5 separate regions of the Mus musculus genome follow, and all the other regions are linked to region 5. A link is a contact called in public HiCAR-type and promoter capture Hi-C data. All regions are on one chromosome and are shown on one strand. Each heading gives the region's core, a stretch centred on a gene start, on an enhancer-like site or on the middle of the called end of the contact. The rest is flanking DNA. Distances are from core to core; before and after follow the strand shown. Region 1 overlaps Rin2 (Ras and Rab interactor 2). Region 2 holds the start of Crnkl1 (crooked neck pre-mRNA splicing factor 1). Region 3 holds the start of Snrpb2 (U2 small nuclear ribonucleoprotein B). Region 4 holds the start of Rin2 (Ras and Rab interactor 2). Region 5 holds the start of Dtd1 (D-tyrosyl-tRNA deacylase 1).

Region 1 (3,381 bases), core at 176-2,675, 1.3 Mb after region 5:
TTGAAAAATCGGGTGTACTGTTGTTACATTGTTGTTACATTGTTCACTTTTAGCGGTGTATTGTTACATTGTTCACTTTTAGTGCTGGTGTCTGTTTATGTTTTTAAGCAATCGAGGCTGAGAATTAGAAGAGAAATGAATGTAGAGAGAGGTAGAGAGAGAAACACAGACTCTAAGGGGGGGACTGAGGAATGTAGTCTGCAGGTTCAGGCTCTTCGCAAGACGTTGGAAAAGGAGTCAGTACTGTAAAATATGTGCTGCGGTGAGCTTTGACAAAGATCTGTTCCATATGCTATCTGCTTTGGGGAAAAGTAAATCAAGGATAACGATCCCTCTGACCCATTTTGTAAGCCGACACTAAGGACATCCATTTATTTGGAGGCAGAAACCAAGTCATGTATAATACGAGTTTAGTTGAGTTCAATGAGATGTTGATGGGGAGAGAATGCACTAAAACCAAAACCAAACCAAAAACAAAACAAAACAAAAAACAAACCTTCTGTATTTGGTTGGGGCATGGTAGAGCTAACATTCACACACTAGCATGCTGGGTTCCATCCTCAGTGTGACAAATAATGAGCAAAACAAGCAGAAAACATGGATGTATGGTGAAGTTAGACTTATGTTGTATAAGATGAGTTTATGGACACACGTATTCCAGAAGGGTCATACATCAGTGTAATACAGATCATTGCAAAACAAAAGCAGAAAGCCATGTTACTATCCTGTGTAAGGATGTTCAGGCATCTGATCTGGAGGACCTCGTACCCTGTACAAGGCTTTTGTTGTCCCAGAACCCTCCCTTGGCACATGCTGGGTTGTGCTTCCTTTTGTAAATGATTTTCAATGGAATTTTGCACATAATACATTGTAATACTGTACAATAATCCTATGTAAAATAATTTTTGCAATATTCTTCAGTTGTCTTTTTTGTTGTTGGTGGTGGTGGTGGCAGCTATTTGTTTGAGTCAGAATATAATCATGTACCCAAAGATGCTGTGCAAGTGTACATGACAGTGGCTGGGGCTTGGTGGCCTCTGCCTTTTACCATAGCACCCAGGAGGCAGAGGCACATGGATCTCTGTGAGTTGCAGGCAAGCTGTGCTACATAGTGAGACCCTGTTTCAAACATCCAGGGGCGCAAACACACATGTGTACGCATGCACACAGTACACAACCATGAACTCCACGTTGATCTGGTAGTTTTGAAGAGCAAATAGGACACTGCTCCAAAGCTTATGGACCAATGGAACAGAAATCAAAAAGCGAAGAGAACAGTTGGTCCATGGCCCACAAGTATTTGCACGATTATCCAGCCCAGTACTTGGCTTAGATGGCTCCAGAGCAAATCACAACTGATCTGAACTCAGAGCCAGGCAGGGTCCTGCAGACAACTCCTCCCTGTCCTTAGGCAACCTCTGCTGTATCCTGGCTGAGAGTTAGGATTGCAAAATCTGCTAGCATCGCAGGCCTGATCCTCTGCTGGGTGTTCTGGGGATTGCAGCCATGCGACTGCTAAGTGCCCATTGCATCCCTGTGGATAGGGAGAAGGGAAGTTCAGAGGGTTTCTGGGATATCCATAAGATAGCTACTTCAGAGACCAGAAGGAAGGCTGACTGAGCTTGCTTTCAATGTTTGGAGCGAAGAGACACTGCTCGCGACATCTGTCCAGTTGCCCTCCCAACTCTGCAAATTTAGACGATGAGGCTGTCCTTAGGCTGAGGTACTCCTCTTAGATTAAAAGCGGGTCACGACATCCAAATTAGGCAGTTCGAGCAGGCCCCGTGAGAGCAGAGTCAGAAAAGCTAGAATGAGCAGAAGAAAACATCACAAGACTTGCCCTGGTTTGTCATTGGGCAATGCTTCCCTGGCAGAGTTTCAACACATGTGTCTTCAGTTTTCCCCCCACGCAGGCATTTCTCACTTCTCAGTTTGTCAGGAAACAGGCCCTGGTGGAGTTTGGATAGGGTAAGAGCAGAGTAAAAATATACATGCTGGACGGAGGGAGAGGAGGGTGCACTTCCAGACCTAAAAATATCTTGAATGGCAGCCAGAGGAAGGAATTTTGTTTTTGATGTTGGACAGACTGCCAACTATGACCCCCTTAGGGACACAGAAAAAAAAGAAAGAAATGGAAATTGTTAAGGTTGTTTGTATCATGTGGAAGTTACTTTAAATCTACAAGCAAATGCAAACTAAAGGAAGGAAGCTGGGCCTGACTGCTTCCATTCACAAAGGCAGCCTCACTGCCCTAGCAGCTCTGACCTTCCTCTTCTGGAAGAAACATGAAATAAAAGGGGCCTGTGGTGTTTAGGAGCCTGGCTCTACCCTCAGGTGTCTGGGAAGACTCACACAGGTGGGGATCTGTCTATGTGGGACACGTGGTGTAATTGCCCAGAAGTGTCTGAGAACAAAATGGCGACTCTCTGTTTTCAGACCATTCGAGTATGGGTAAATTTGAGACCCAAATGTTGTTTGCCATTTGGTGATCCTTAGTCGTGTGGGGAAGATGACCTTCTCCACAAGTCACATTACAGTGCCGAATCACAAGCAGATGGCGGGAAAGGAGAGGGAGGGAAGAACTGGCATTTGTTTCAGGAAACATGTTCCATACTGAAAAGGGTCTGTGTTTTAGCATCAATGAGTGGGTAGCAGCTGGCCCAGACTTCCACATGAATATTGACTCTGTTGGGGAAGGAACCATAGGGAGTTTAAAAGAACAAAACAAAACAAAACAAAAAGAGGGAAGCATATTTGGAGTTAGGAGTGTAGCTTGATAATACAGGGCTTGTGTAACATACTCTTGGTCCTGTGTTCGATACCCAGCATGCACTGCACACGCACGGCTACCCACCACTCCTCACTCCCACCTGTACCCCCCACACACACACACACCCACCAGGAACTCACTCAGAGATCCGAAGGGTATCAGTACTCTTCATTTTACATTTTGTTGATGTCATTTGATGTTTAAGACAAGTTTCACCATGTACCCTAAAACTGGCCATAAACTTGCTGTGGTCCTCCTGTCTCTGACTCCTGAGTCAGAGACTTTGTTTTCTTTTCAGACTAAGAGATTGAACCCAGACTAGATAGGTGCTTTACTATTGATCCCCACCCCAGTTCAGTCCAGAGCCAATACTCCTTTGTTGTCATTTTGAGATAGGGTCTCACACAGTCCAGGGCGGTCTCAAGCTCCCTGTAAAGTCAAGTATGGGGCTGGTGAGATGGCTCAGTGGGTAAGAGCACCCGACTGCTCTTCCGAAGGTCCGGAGTTCAAATCCCAGCAACCACATGGTGGCTCACAACCATCTGTAACAAGATCTGACTCCACTCTTCTGGAGTGTCTGAAGACAGCTACAGTGTACTTACATATAATAA
Region 2 (2,922 bases), core at 125-2,624, 1.3 Mb after region 5:
TACATATTTTAATCCTTCTAGTGGACAAGCTGGTTTTCCATGACATTTTAGGCCAACTGAAACTTGTTTTTACTAAGTCTCCATCATTAGCCTGTAAGCTTTTAGAGCACCTGAAGCTATAGTTCCAACACAGGAGCTTAAAAGTCAAATGTGTTCAAGTGCAGATGGACCCTAAGTTCTAATTGGCCTTTTTACTGCTGTGATCGAACATCACCAACAAAAGCAACCTGCAGAGGAAAGAGCTGACTGATTGGCTTACACAACTGGACCACAGTCTTCATGAATGGAAGACACGGCAGGAAGCTGGAGGCATACCAGCTGTGCTCAGTCTGCTCTCACAGACTACACCAGAGCCCCTGCCCAGGTGTGGCACTGCCCAAGTAGGCGGGGGGGGGGGGGGCGTCCACATCAATTGGTAATCAAGAAAATGCCTCACACACTTGCCAGCAAGCAAGCTTAGGGACGAATTTTCTTAGTCCAGATGCCTCCTCCTAGATAACTTTATCTTGTGTCAAGCTGTCAAAAACTTAGTCAGCATGCATTCCCTGGCTTTTATGACTCAGGATAGGGGTTTGGGAGCGGGGGTAGGGGGGAAGCTACCACATCAGACTTTTACAATAATTACATGTGGAAATAAGAACTTGTCTCAAGACAAAATGGCCAAATCAGACTTCCAGAGAATGACTGTATGTGATGGCTAAGTGCAAGATTTGACACTTATTAAGTATTGATGAAGTATCAACCACAGTTGGAAATATAACAATTTACTATCTAACCTAAATTTTATGCCATTGCCCAGAGCCTATCCTCTGCCATTCTCTTCACTGCCTAACTTTGATGCAGCCTAAGTGTTAACTTCCTTCACAAAGTTTACCCTCAAGTTTACAGGCACCCTTCTGGCTCTTGCCCATGGCATATCTACACTACTTGGATACATCTATCTGGGTTGCCATTTCGCTCTCTCTCCAGTTTTAGTGGAGCACTCTTGCCCGGAGTAAAAGTAGGGGATCCCCAGAGACTAGCAAAGCAAACAGTTTACCGAACCGAACCGATGCTTTGCAACCCTGGAAGGAAGGCTGGGCAGACGCGAGACGAGCTCGGAGTGACAAGACCCTGCGCCACCTCACCGACCACCTGTCTTCTTGGACCGCGGCACAGAGATCGCTGTCTCGAATCTCTGGTGCCCGACACCGCAGATGCTGTTCGGGGGCTCCTCCCGGTCGCCTACCTTGGCCACTTTAGGAATGCGCTGTTTCCCGGCCGCCGTGGAGGCTGCCATGACTGCAGCCGTGGAACTCGAGCGATCCTGGCCGACAACCGGACTTGAGAAAAGCACTTCGAACCGGCCGGCACAACAGAGTCAGCCACAACAAACTAGATACCGGAACCGGAACCGGAACTTGCGAAGACGACCTTTGACCGCCTCACCAGTCAGGGGAAACGCCGCGTCGTTTCCTTAGCAACTGTGTGCGCGTCCTCTGTGGAGACTTGCGGCTTGCTGGAGCTGCGGGTGAGGTGGGTAGGGCGGGCTGCGCCGCAGGGATATAGGGCTCTGGCGGCGAGGGCTCATCCAGGTCTATCTCCGGGATGCGTGCAGCTGTAGGCCGTGGCACCTTTGAGGGGCGTAGAAATCCATTTCAGGTGTAGAAACTCCGGGGAGAAGGGAAAAGCACCGAGGAAACCCTGCAAGCAGCCTGGGCAGCGGTGCATTCTGGGATTTGTAGTCTTTCGAGTTCCCGCCCCCTCGCCTTAGGCTTCCCCGCGATTGGACCAAGTTAATAATCTTGAAATGTGGATTTTTTTAAAAAAAAAATCAGAAGAGGTATTTTTGAAACAAGATGTTAGAGAAAGGTGGAAATTAGTCAGTAGCAAAGCACCTACAGAAACTGATCAAATTTTTAGTCTGTAAATTTTTTTTTTTTTTTTTTTTTTTTTATTTTCCGAGACAGGGTTTCTCTGTATAGCCCTGGCTGTCCTGGAACTCACTCTGTAGACCAGGCTGGCCTCGAACTCAGAAATCCGCCTGCCTCTGCCTCCCAAGTGCTGGGATTAAAGGCGTGCGCCACCACGCCCGGCATGTAAATTTGTATTATCTCAATTCTCTTATCCTTAATATCCTTAGCTATAAAAGGATAAAAGTATCTATTTCCTTAAGATTAAAGAAAAAAATCTGTCTCTGTAAAATACTCGCTAGATGTTAGTACGTATAATATCTGAAGTACATTAAAAACAGTGATTTAGCATATAGTTAAGATAATTTTTTAAAATAAAAATTTTGGAATTGACAGCAAAATTGGGAAGGTGAGCTTTTCCTACTCTTTCCCCACCCTCAAAGGACTTTCTACGATCCATCCCCACCCCGTGTCAGTTACAAGAAACTGTTAGAGTTTACTTTTGTAACAGTCTTGAGATTTAGGACAACGGCAAGATTTTTTGTTTTGTTTTGGAGACAGGGTTTCTCGGTGTAGTCCTGATTCCCTGGTTGTCCGGGAACTCACTCTGTAGACCAGGCTGGCCTGGAACTGTCAACATCCTCAGGGTACCTCCTGTTCATCCTCCCCCTCGAGCCTTTGTCCATCAATACTCCTTTTTATCAAGCATTTTGTTTGTTTGTTTTTTAATTCCTTCTTTGAAAGTTTTGCGTCTTAATCATAGCCATTCCTCCAGCTTTCCCCAGATCTACCCCACTCCCTATTCACCCAACTGTGTGTCTTTTTGTTTTTTAACCTTTGAAGACTAATTCGTATTGCCCAGATATTCTTGGATATGTGGTCTACTGGAGCTTGGTCAACTTACCAGAATGTTATACTCTTAGAGAAAACTCATGCTTTCCAGCAGCTAAAAAATGACCAATTTCTCCACTGCCAGGTGTGGTATTGTGTGCCCATCTCTCCATAAGGGGATTTGGTCTGGCTTGAGTTT
Region 3 (2,945 bases), core at 98-2,597, 1.5 Mb before region 5:
AGGGATTACTCATGGATATAAAAATGTGTTCATTCTTTATAAGTGAACCTGGAAAAGAGCATAGAAGCCACTGACACTGAGTTGTCATCGGACAATTTCTTCTTTGCTGTGCAAAAGGTATAGTAGCTGAGACTCAAGCTTTGATAGAATAGGTATGGCATTTCTTTAAATCTCTTTATTTTTTTCCCAAGTGGAGTGTCCTTGCATGTTTATCAATTTGCTTTTTGAAAATAGCTACGAACTCTCTCTCGGCCAGATGAATGTATATAACACAGGCAGGTTATAGCTTATTCCAATGCTCTCATTACCACCAAGCACAGTTAATCAACTGCTCAGACCTTCTGTTGCTTAGAAAGTGTTTCGTATTTACTTGATGCCCTTTTGCTAAGAACATACTCGATATTGTTTTTATAAAAGCCAAACTGGTTTCCATATCTATGTAATTAAAGAACACTTTTTCTGTGGTTGTTTAACATTATTTCCTACATTTACAGGATTTTCACTGGATATCACACTTGTTTTATTATGACCTAATTTTCACGGAACTTCATTCAATCGTCTGAATCATATTTATCGAGTATAAGCCATTCTCCTAATCACTTCAGTGAAAAAAGCATATAAAATTACTACTCTCAAAACACTATTTCCATCCTGCAACTTCATGTGACTTTCAAAAATTAGAAACCTCAGGCTGGTAAAATCAACCAATTTGGTCCTTACCCCAATTTTTAGCCTAGAAAAATCCAAGCATTTTGTGAGGAAAGGAGAGGGTGGGGGAGTGGGCGGGAGTTAACTGTGTCTAAGTGAGTTTAGGCTCTTTAGTTTGCTCGCTCCTGAAGCCTGGTGAGAGTACCATCAACGACTAAAATTCTCTTTGTTCAGGGGTCGAAGACTGGGCTGCATCTAAGACGTAATCTATAGAGTGCTGGCTGGTGTGTTCTTTCAGACTCCTGGAGATTGACAACTAGAGATTGACAATGGTGTTAAGTCAAGTTGACCAGGACCCATAGAAAGGCTTGACTAACTTGTGGCTGGAGACAGGCTCCTGTAAAATTGTATCACATCCTATAGTTGGGAAGCTTCAAAGTCGCAGTAAGGGAAACGACCCCCTACCCTTCCCTCCTCTGCCTCCACAGCTTGGCCCCCGGGTCCTAATTTGATCCCTTCCAGTTCTCCCCCTTTCCACAAACTTCCTAGCCCACAGGAATGCGCGTGCGCAGAAAGATTCCGCCTTGGCCGGCCGGGGCGAGGAGGGCTCGATTGAATCGGTGCTCGACTCTTCGACTTCTCTGAGTTCGATTGAGGAGTTTGGCCGCCCTCTTCCGGCGCGGGGAAGCTCTTCCGGTATTAGTTTCAAGCGGACCGCGCCGGCTTCAGGTGAGTCTCTCGGGTTCTTTTTCGCTGTGGCTGGTCTCAGGGTTTGGCGGGATCCGCCCCGTCCGCGGTAACTGAGCCGGCGAGGGCGAAGGTGTCGTCGGTTGCGTGGTCCTCGGTCCGCGGACGTATAGGAGGAAGGGACGGCGACCCCAGGGCTGGCGGAATGAGGCCCGGCGTCACAGCCTGTTCTCTGCAGGATGGTTGGGTTTTTAATGTCAGAGGACCCTGGTGTTGGGTGGATTGGCCGGTGTGTAAAGAGGCTCAAGCGGACACATAGGAATTAGCCCAGGGGGAGAGAATGGCCCGTGACTTGCTTGGAGGAGCAGGGTGTGCAGTTCACTGTGCACTCTCGGCCTCTTCTCCCCGGCAGCCTTTGGGTTTCTGGTGCCCTTGCACTATTTCAGCCCAAAGGAGCTAATGCCAGAGCCTGTGCTCTTGTCCCTCTCTTGAGTCCCAGCCCTTCTCCAGGTTCCCATGTAGAGAGGCAAGCCTGTGAGAAACGTTACCTATTATCCGTTGCCTACATAGTACAGGCCCTTCCTATAAGTTGTTCAGAGCAGCTTGTTGTGTGACGTTAAGACACTTGTGTCCTTTAACGAGTGATAGCTATCGATAATAAATAGTAACTGTAGATGCTAACTGGTGCAGACTGATACATATCTGTCTCATAATTTTATAGGCTCCATTTTATAGGTGCTGTTAGTAGCCATAATTTGTAGCTGGGGACTTGAGACATTAAGGAACTTGCCCCCCATCGAAGTAGGTTGTAAAATCGTAAACAGAACTTAAATCCGTATCTTATTGATACAAGAATCTGAGCTCTGAACTGTCAACCTTGACCACTCTTGAGACTCACATAGTGGGAAAGAGACAGAAGTGAAAGCCCCTGAGAGGTCGTTCTCTGACCTCAACATACACGATGGCACAGGTAAACAAACACACACACACACACTAATCGTTTAAATCAATACATTCATGAGTGCATCTATGAACTGTCTTAATTTGTATTGTTCTATTACAATGACTTTTTAAAACTAGGTGCGTGTTTACTGATCTTTCACAAAATGTTCAAATCATTTTACTGAAAAACCATTTTCTGGTGAATATGATCAAAACACATGACATTCTCAAAGAATTAATAAATATACTTTCGAAAGTTATGTCATTATGTAGATGAAAGGACAGTATCATTTAAGTGGGGATAAAAGAAGTATATAACCTTGAATAATATGTTTTTAAATCTGCCTATGTATTGACAGATTCTACCAATTTGTAGAACCTTGGTATTGTCCTTCCAAGGTTTGATCTTGAGAGCTGTTTTCCATTTGACTAAAAGAGATGGCTGTGGGAGGTAGGGCGGGGTGATTAAGAGTTGTGTCATGCTGTACACCTGCGTGATTTAACCCTCTTTGCTAATAACTGATTATTTATTATTTCTTTTAGGCTATTGGAAGGGTTCTACCCAAACATGGATATCAGACCAAATCACACGATTTATATCAACAACATGAATGACAAAATTAAAAAAGAAGGTATGTTCTTTTAAAAACACCTTTTTACAACCAAAC
Region 4 (3,208 bases), core at 451-2,950, 1.2 Mb after region 5:
GAACAGAAGAAAGAAACTGTTCTGCATGAGGAATGGCGTCTTGGCTCTCTCTTAGCATTTCCTGAACTGCCAGGCTATGTGGAATCTCCTGCCAGGAAAATGTCCAGAGGTAAAAAAAAAAAAAAAAGACAAGCTTTAGGTTTGTTTAAAGTGTGTGCTTCGTGAAAGTGTCTGAGTTTCTGGGTCTAAACGGTTAATCATCTGCTGCCCAGGGTTCCCATCCCTCTCCAGTTCTGAACACAGCGCTGTGTTTTCCCTCTGGAGTGGTGCCAGTCTATGGACGTTGCTAATAAGGATGGGCTTCAAAGGCCCTGGAGCTGGACTTCCACTCCGATGCTGAGCCGGGAGCGTGAACCTCTGGAGTCAGCAGGATTGCCGTGAAGCTTGCCATCTCTCCAGGAGGGTTTTGGATCACTGTCCTTCATCCCAGCAGGATCACAAATGGAACAGGATGCCAGAGAGAAAGTGACCAAGACATGGAGCAACAAGTCAACTAGAGGAGGTTTTGAAAGGAAGGCTAGGTGCGTGAGATGCTGTTTTGCCTAGATGAGATTCCACACCTGAGTCCAACCTAACAGCTCACTGTGGGTGTGGGTTGAGAGACAGTTTGGGGGGCATCAAAGGAATCTCTACAAAGTCTCTTGCTTTTACACTTGTGCATTGCTCACTGGTAGACTTTGCCTTTCCCCTTGTTAGACTGTCACTAGCGCTGACCTCAGCATCCAAGTGTCTGATGCTGGCTCTGTCATCCAGGCTTTGGTACCTCACCACTTCATGCCTGCAGCCCAACCACTTTTAATATTCCTTAGTGATTCAAGTGATGTTTGCACTTCCTACTTTCTGTGTTGCTTGTGTCTGCAATATGCCCTGGCTTGTACATGTTATAGCAAGTGGGTTGAAAGGCATGTTTGTGTGTGTGTATGTGTGTGTGTGTGTGTGTGTGAGAGAGAGAGAGAGAGAGAGAGAGAGAGAGAGAGAGAGCCAGCCCTTTGTGAGATTTCTGTTTAAACCTGTACAGTTTCACTGGCTGTACAGTTTCACTGGGTAAGTAAGGCTTTGGGGACTTCCCTTGCCACCCCAAGACACACCTGTCTCAGCCAGGTCTCTTGCACCAGGTGTGTGTACCCAGCTAAGACTGAAATGAAGATGGAAGTCTTTGCAGGGTGTGTGCAGATATTACTGGTTTCTGTCCTAGGAAGGGAAATTCCAAGCATGATAGTCTCGGCGATGATTCAGGACCATGTTGTTATCCTGCCTTTAAATTTTTCCTCTGTGTTCCAAAGTGAGCCCAAGCCCTTGGATGATCCTGGAGCTGTTTACATGCGTCCCCTTACACAAATGAGCTCTGTAAACACTGACTCTCTGGGCTGCATCCCAGTCCCACTGGCTTCTAAGGGGGGAAAAAACAGAGGGATTTCTCCCTAGTGCCCTTCTGCTGACCTTGCCTGCCCGGGAGGAGAGCTAACTGAGGGAATGCTGACCTCACTCCCTAACAGCAGGATTTCCTGGGACATAGAGGGATCCATTCTTCTGCGATCTGCCATATGAAATCTATAAGCTTTCACAGCAGATTATGGGGACAACTAATATTGGTTCCTTTTGGACTTCAGCTTGGGGTCAAGCAAACACACAAAGCCATCTTTATGCTCCCTGAAGTCCTGAAGACCTTCTACGTCAGCTGCTGGCAGAGGGGGTGGGGCAGCGAGGTGGGGCACAGTCTAGGAAGAGTGCTGGCCGCGGCAGGAAACCGGGCTGAAAGGAGATGTAAGGGCTTTGGTGGGAAATAAATGGCACAATGTTGTTGACGGAAAAAGATCTTGGCAGGACTGTTGTTGTGAGTGCTCTGTGGCTTAGAAAGGAATTTCCTACAGGCTCCACTAACCATTGAAAATGTCTCTACCTTCAGGAGTCCCCGGCATGTTGTAGAGCCTCGCTGGGGGAAATGTCAGCGTGGACCATGGGCGCCCAAGGTCTGGACAAGCGAGGAAGTTTCTTTAAGGTAAAAGGAAACTAACTGGATTTGGGATCTCAGCTCTGCTCCCTCTGCGCGGCAGCCTGAGGAGCTGCAGGCACCCGAAGCTGCAGGCTGGAGCTTAAAAGCCTGCTGGCTAGACCAGCTGGGGCCAGGGGAGCTTGCCTGTGAGCACGGTGGTGCTCAGCGGGCTGGGGCTTTTGTGGTTTAATAGTTCCTCACTGGCTGGGGTCTGGGTCAGAGATGCCACACGGTGAGACCCTAGAGGGGCTCTGAAGTGGTGTGCTGTTCAGGCTTTTTAAGCTAGGGAATTTCAGGATGAAAGCTGGACTTTGATTTCCAAAAAATTAATGGTGTGAGACCAGTGTATTCGTCTGACTGAATCATTAAAGAGCAGAAGAAAAAGCAAAGCAAAGCAAAACAATGATTCCAGGACCTCACTTTAGGCTGATCAAATGTTAGTTTCTCAAACACTCAAAGGTTTCTTATGGTGGGGCAAGGGGAAGACAAGATTAAAGTCATACAGCTTGTCTGTTTCACGTGGGCATTGCTGGGGCTAAAGTAACTTTCTGGTTTAATGAGAGATTTTTTTTTAAGGTTATTTTATATGGAGTGCGTATGTTTAAGATTTGATGGCCATTTCTAATGTGAACTTGCAAATTAGTTTTCCTTTTGTGGCTTTTTGACCTGTTTATTCATATCCTCAAATAAATGCAAATTTATTTTGGAAAATCCTGACTCACACCTCACCCCCTGCCCTGGGGATTGGGGGGGGGGGGAATAGACTAAAGGAAGTTAAATGTGCACATGAAGTGTATTGCAGTCAGGTGTCCCAAACAATGGTCCTTGTCCCCAGAGGAGGCGCACCAAGGAAACCTTATTGCTTTATTACTGAGAAGGGGGGTGGGGGGAGTGCTTGTGGTTAGTAAATCCAAAGCCCTTAAGTGTTCATAAGTATGTATGTGTATCTGTGTATGTATGTGTATCTGTGTTTTCTATTTCCAAAGAGATTGAGACTGATCATATGTCAGAGGTTGACCCTAGAAAATCCATCAGAAACCTTGTTGATAGAGCAAGCTTTATTGAGCTTATTGCTGAAACGAGGGCCAAGAGTCTCATCAGTGTCTAAGCCAGGGACCCCTGGGAGGTGCGTTGGTAGGTTTTGGTTGCTGAGTCCCAAGTCCTTTAAGCTGAGTTCTCCAAAGCAGGGTGTAACTGGATTTTAGTGAAGCTTGA
Region 5 (2,945 bases), core at 23-2,522:
TCTGTAATTGCTTTAGCCTAACTGTGCTTATTAACTGAAGTATGTCAACCGAGGAATTTTTTTTTTTTTTTTGCTTAAATGCTCACTCTAAAAGAATCTGAGCTTTAATGAGATCCTGAACACCCAGTGTAGTTGCCAGTTGGCTAATAAAGACTTTCTACTGGCTTAACCCCGGTCTGAGTAGTCTTATCTGATGGATACCCCACAATAATACACATTTCTAGGCCTTTTTTGTTTTTGTTTTTGTTTTTTTGGGGGGGTGAGGGGGAAAGCAACATCTCACTCTGTATTTCATGCTGGCCTTGAACTTCAGCGTGATCCTCATACTGCAGCCTCCAGAATGCTTGGATCACAGATGTTCAACCACCATTCCTTAGAGTATTTCGGGCCAAATAACAGTTCTATCAAATTGCTTTCTAACAAATGCTTTTCTGAATCTGCTAATCCTGGAAGAGGCGTTCAAAGCAAAGACACTCTGAAATGGGTGAACTTTTTCTGATACTCCTATTTCGTTTTTAAGGGAAAGTCTCATTACATTGCCCACATTGGTGGTCTTGAACTCATGGACTTAAAACACTTTCCCGCTTCATCTCAAGTAGCTGGGACTATCTCCCCCCCCCCCCATTCTTCTTTTTCTTTGTTTAATTATAAACACATGGACTACCACTGGACTATGAAGATGTTATTTTTTAGTGATGAAAACTTAGTACAGTAATAGCTATACAGTTCTTTGCAGCCATCTAAGCATCTTTACAGCCCATCCAAATTTCCTAACAACCCTATGATAGGGCTAAGTATTAGATTTGTATTAGGAAGGAATTAGAATTCTAGACTGATAGACCTATTAACTATTGTGTCTAAGGTAAATCAATAGTTATGTAGTTAAATGGCTATGTTAGCAGCAGGTCCTTTTGTTTTTAGCAACAGGATTGCTGCTGAGGCTACAGAACAAGTGAAGATTTTGGAAAATCTGTGACCGGAGGATTGGAAAAGAGGGAGAAAAGCAGGAAAAAAACTTAAGGGTAAAACTGAAAGAGAAAGAAACTGGAGCAGAAATTAATGAGTGTCTGGACATAGTGGAGACTAGGCTGGCAGTTTGGGACTATAGTGCTTAAGAAGGAGTTCAGGGGTGGATAGGGCGGCGCCTACCACAAATGGACTAGGTTATGCATAGGTGACAGGTGAGGGTGATTGACATGGGCGGGGCCAATTGGATAGGTGTGGCCGACGTGGGCGGGACGCAGCTCTGTGGAATGGGTCCTCACGGAGCTCTTCCGGTGTTGCCGGTAGAGGGCGCCGGTCGAGGAGCCACCGGCGGAGTCGCAAGGTCTGACCACACAGCAAATTCCAGTCGCTACAGCCGCCGCCATGAAGGCCGTGGTGCAGCGCGTCACTCGGGCTAGCGTCACAGGTCAGTCGGGCGGGCCGGGGAGAGAGCAGCCTCTGACCCCCGCGACCCGCTGTTCCGTGTGAGGGTTCCCCGCAGCCCCGAGTTACCGGGCAGCCTCTGGGCAGCGCCGTGGCCGAGAAGATCCGGCACGTGCCTGGCCGCTCATGGGTTCAGGCTCCGTGCTTTCGTTGCTACATAAACCCTCATCTCCGTCGTCATCACCATTATAATCATCATCATTATCTTTGTGAGTGTGTGTGTGTGTTCCTCACAGACAAGGTGCCAGAACCTGTGAGCATCCCCAGGGCCCGTTGTTGAATGCACTGTTGCACAAACAACACATAGGGGAGATTTCCGGAGCGGAATCGCTCGTTTATCCACCGCTCTGTCTGAGATGTAGCATTTTAACAACCCCCTTTTGCATATCTTTTCTTTTTAAAATAGAACTTGGCTCATGATAAAATGGACAGACGGAGGAATTGCTAATTGTTTGAGCTCTGGCAGCTTTGAGCAAATATCTGCTGGCATCCTCACTGGGTGCAGAACATCCCTTGCTTGCACCTGGATGTCGGTCTCTGAACCTTCAGCCATGGGTCAGAACCACAGAATTCAAGATGACGTGCTTCTCTTTCCCATTAATTAATATAGACCCAGATGCTCAGCCATTAGCCATCAGTTGAATGTGGGAGGCTAGTTGAAATATTCAGGATCCAGCTACTGTAGTTATTTGAAAAGTGTTAAAAAAATAGAAACGACTGGTGCCATTCTTTTAGTCTTTTAAGTTAAAGAAATAAATACATTTATTTATTTGGTGTGTGTGTTTCTGTGTGTAACAGGCCAGAGAACAATTTAGATGTGCCACCACCATGTGGGTCCTTGGGATTCAACTCATGGAATTAGGCTTGGCAGCAAGTCTACCCATCACTCATTTAGCTAGCTTGCTTTCTCTCTTTCTTTCTTTCTTTCTTTCTTTCTTTCTTTCCTTTTCGAGACAGGGTTTCTCTGTTTAGCCTTGTCTGGCCAGGAACTCACTCCGTAGACTAGGCTGGCCTTGAACTCACAGATCCACCTGCCTCTGCCTCCCAAGTGCTGGGATTAAAGGTGTCTACCACCATTGCCCAGCTGTGTTTATAGAGGCAGAAGTACATTTTCAGGTCAGATGCCAAGGCCTGTAGTCACAGCCACTTTGGAGGCTGGGGAAGGAGCTGTGTTGAGCCCAGGAATTGGACAACAGAAAGCAGATTGGACAACAAAAGAGTCTCTAAGATTCCCCCTCCTCACCAAAGCTTCAGATCAAGCAATACAGATATCTTTTTCTTTAAACCATTTTATACTAAATACATGGTTTTGAGTTTAAAGCTAGACCCAAGACTCCTCCCCAACCAAGTAGCCAAACCACATATTTAGACTCGAGAGTCCACCTTCTAATCCTGCTTAATGAGTTGCAAGCTGTTCTGTTAACTTTGGTTTTGGAAATCATCCTGGACTAATAAGGAGCAGAATAGGAGAGGAGTTTATGGGACTCTAATAACATTTCAGTAAATATTGAGCACAT

What was found. Promoter capture Hi-C pulls out the DNA fragments that hold promoters and counts their contacts. HiCAR-type assays count read pairs that join an accessible place to other places.
Region 1: a HiCAR-type map of astrocytes shows a contact between it and region 5, with 4 times the contacts expected there. The contact joins the enhancer-like site here to the promoter of Dtd1 in region 5. A contact is called at or near these places in 2 of 115 datasets of contacts at active chromatin or transcription factors (astrocytes and embryonic stem cells).
Region 2: a contact with region 5 is called in a promoter capture Hi-C map of liver, with 7 times the contacts expected there. The contact joins the promoter of Crnkl1 here to the promoter of Dtd1 in region 5. A contact is called at or near these places in 8 of 39 promoter capture datasets (the 3T3-L1 cell line, 3T3-L1-derived adipocytes, embryonic stem cells and 3 more), 2 of 484 Hi-C or Micro-C datasets (CD4 T cells and Th1 cells), 1 of 115 datasets of contacts at active chromatin or transcription factors (astrocytes) and 3 of 9 other capture datasets (adipose tissue, embryonic stem cells and macrophages).
Region 3: a contact with region 5 is called in a promoter capture Hi-C map of pre-B cells. The contact joins the promoter of Snrpb2 here to the promoter of Dtd1 in region 5. A contact is called at or near these places in 7 of 39 promoter capture datasets (the 3T3-L1 cell line, the C10 cell line, cranial neural crest and 3 more), 2 of 484 Hi-C or Micro-C datasets (B cells and CD4 T cells) and 1 of 115 datasets of contacts at active chromatin or transcription factors (astrocytes).
Region 4: a contact with region 5 is called in a HiCAR-type map of astrocytes, with 5 times the contacts expected there. The contact joins the promoter of Rin2 here to the promoter of Dtd1 in region 5. A contact is called at or near these places in 2 of 39 promoter capture datasets (3T3-L1-derived adipocytes and cranial neural crest) and 4 of 115 datasets of contacts at active chromatin or transcription factors (astrocytes, embryonic stem cells, pancreatic cancer cells and 1 more).

The regions. Positions count from the first base shown.
Region 1 is chr2:145,886,701-145,890,081 of GRCm38.p6, forward strand. It overlaps Rin2 (Ras and Rab interactor 2), which reads left to right. Exons shown (of 13, transcript NM_028724.4): 13 at 1-916. The region is part of intron 2 of Gm39954 (a long non-coding RNA gene); the gene reads right to left. Among named protein-coding and RNA genes, the nearest start is that of Gm39954, 5.8 kb to the right of the region's middle. Within about 2 kb of position 1,426, at least 190 of the 459 cell types and tissues checked have an H3K27ac peak or open chromatin away from gene starts, as enhancers often do. A contact at or near this core is called in astrocytes, where this site is marked.
Region 2 is chr2:145,933,326-145,936,247 of GRCm38.p6, forward strand. It overlaps Crnkl1 (crooked neck pre-mRNA splicing factor 1), which reads right to left and starts at 1,375. Exons shown (of 14, transcript NM_025820.3): 1 at 1,229-1,375. The coding sequence starts at 1,279. It overlaps Cfap61 (cilia and flagella associated protein 61), which reads left to right and starts at 1,459. Exons shown (of 27, transcript NM_001369121.1): 1 at 1,459-1,515.
Region 3 is chr2:143,061,722-143,064,666 of GRCm38.p6, forward strand. Snrpb2 (U2 small nuclear ribonucleoprotein B) reads left to right here and starts at 1,348. Exons shown (of 7, transcript NM_021335.3): 1 at 1,348-1,377; 2 at 2,821-2,909. The coding sequence starts at 2,846.
Region 4 is chr2:145,784,416-145,787,623 of GRCm38.p6, forward strand. Rin2 (Ras and Rab interactor 2) reads left to right here and starts at 1,701. Exons shown (of 13, transcript NM_028724.4): 1 at 1,701-1,764; 2 at 1,907-1,999.
Region 5 is chr2:144,598,681-144,601,625 of GRCm38.p6, forward strand. Dtd1 (D-tyrosyl-tRNA deacylase 1) reads left to right here and starts at 1,273. Exons shown (of 6, transcript NM_025314.3): 1 at 1,273-1,411. The coding sequence starts at 1,369.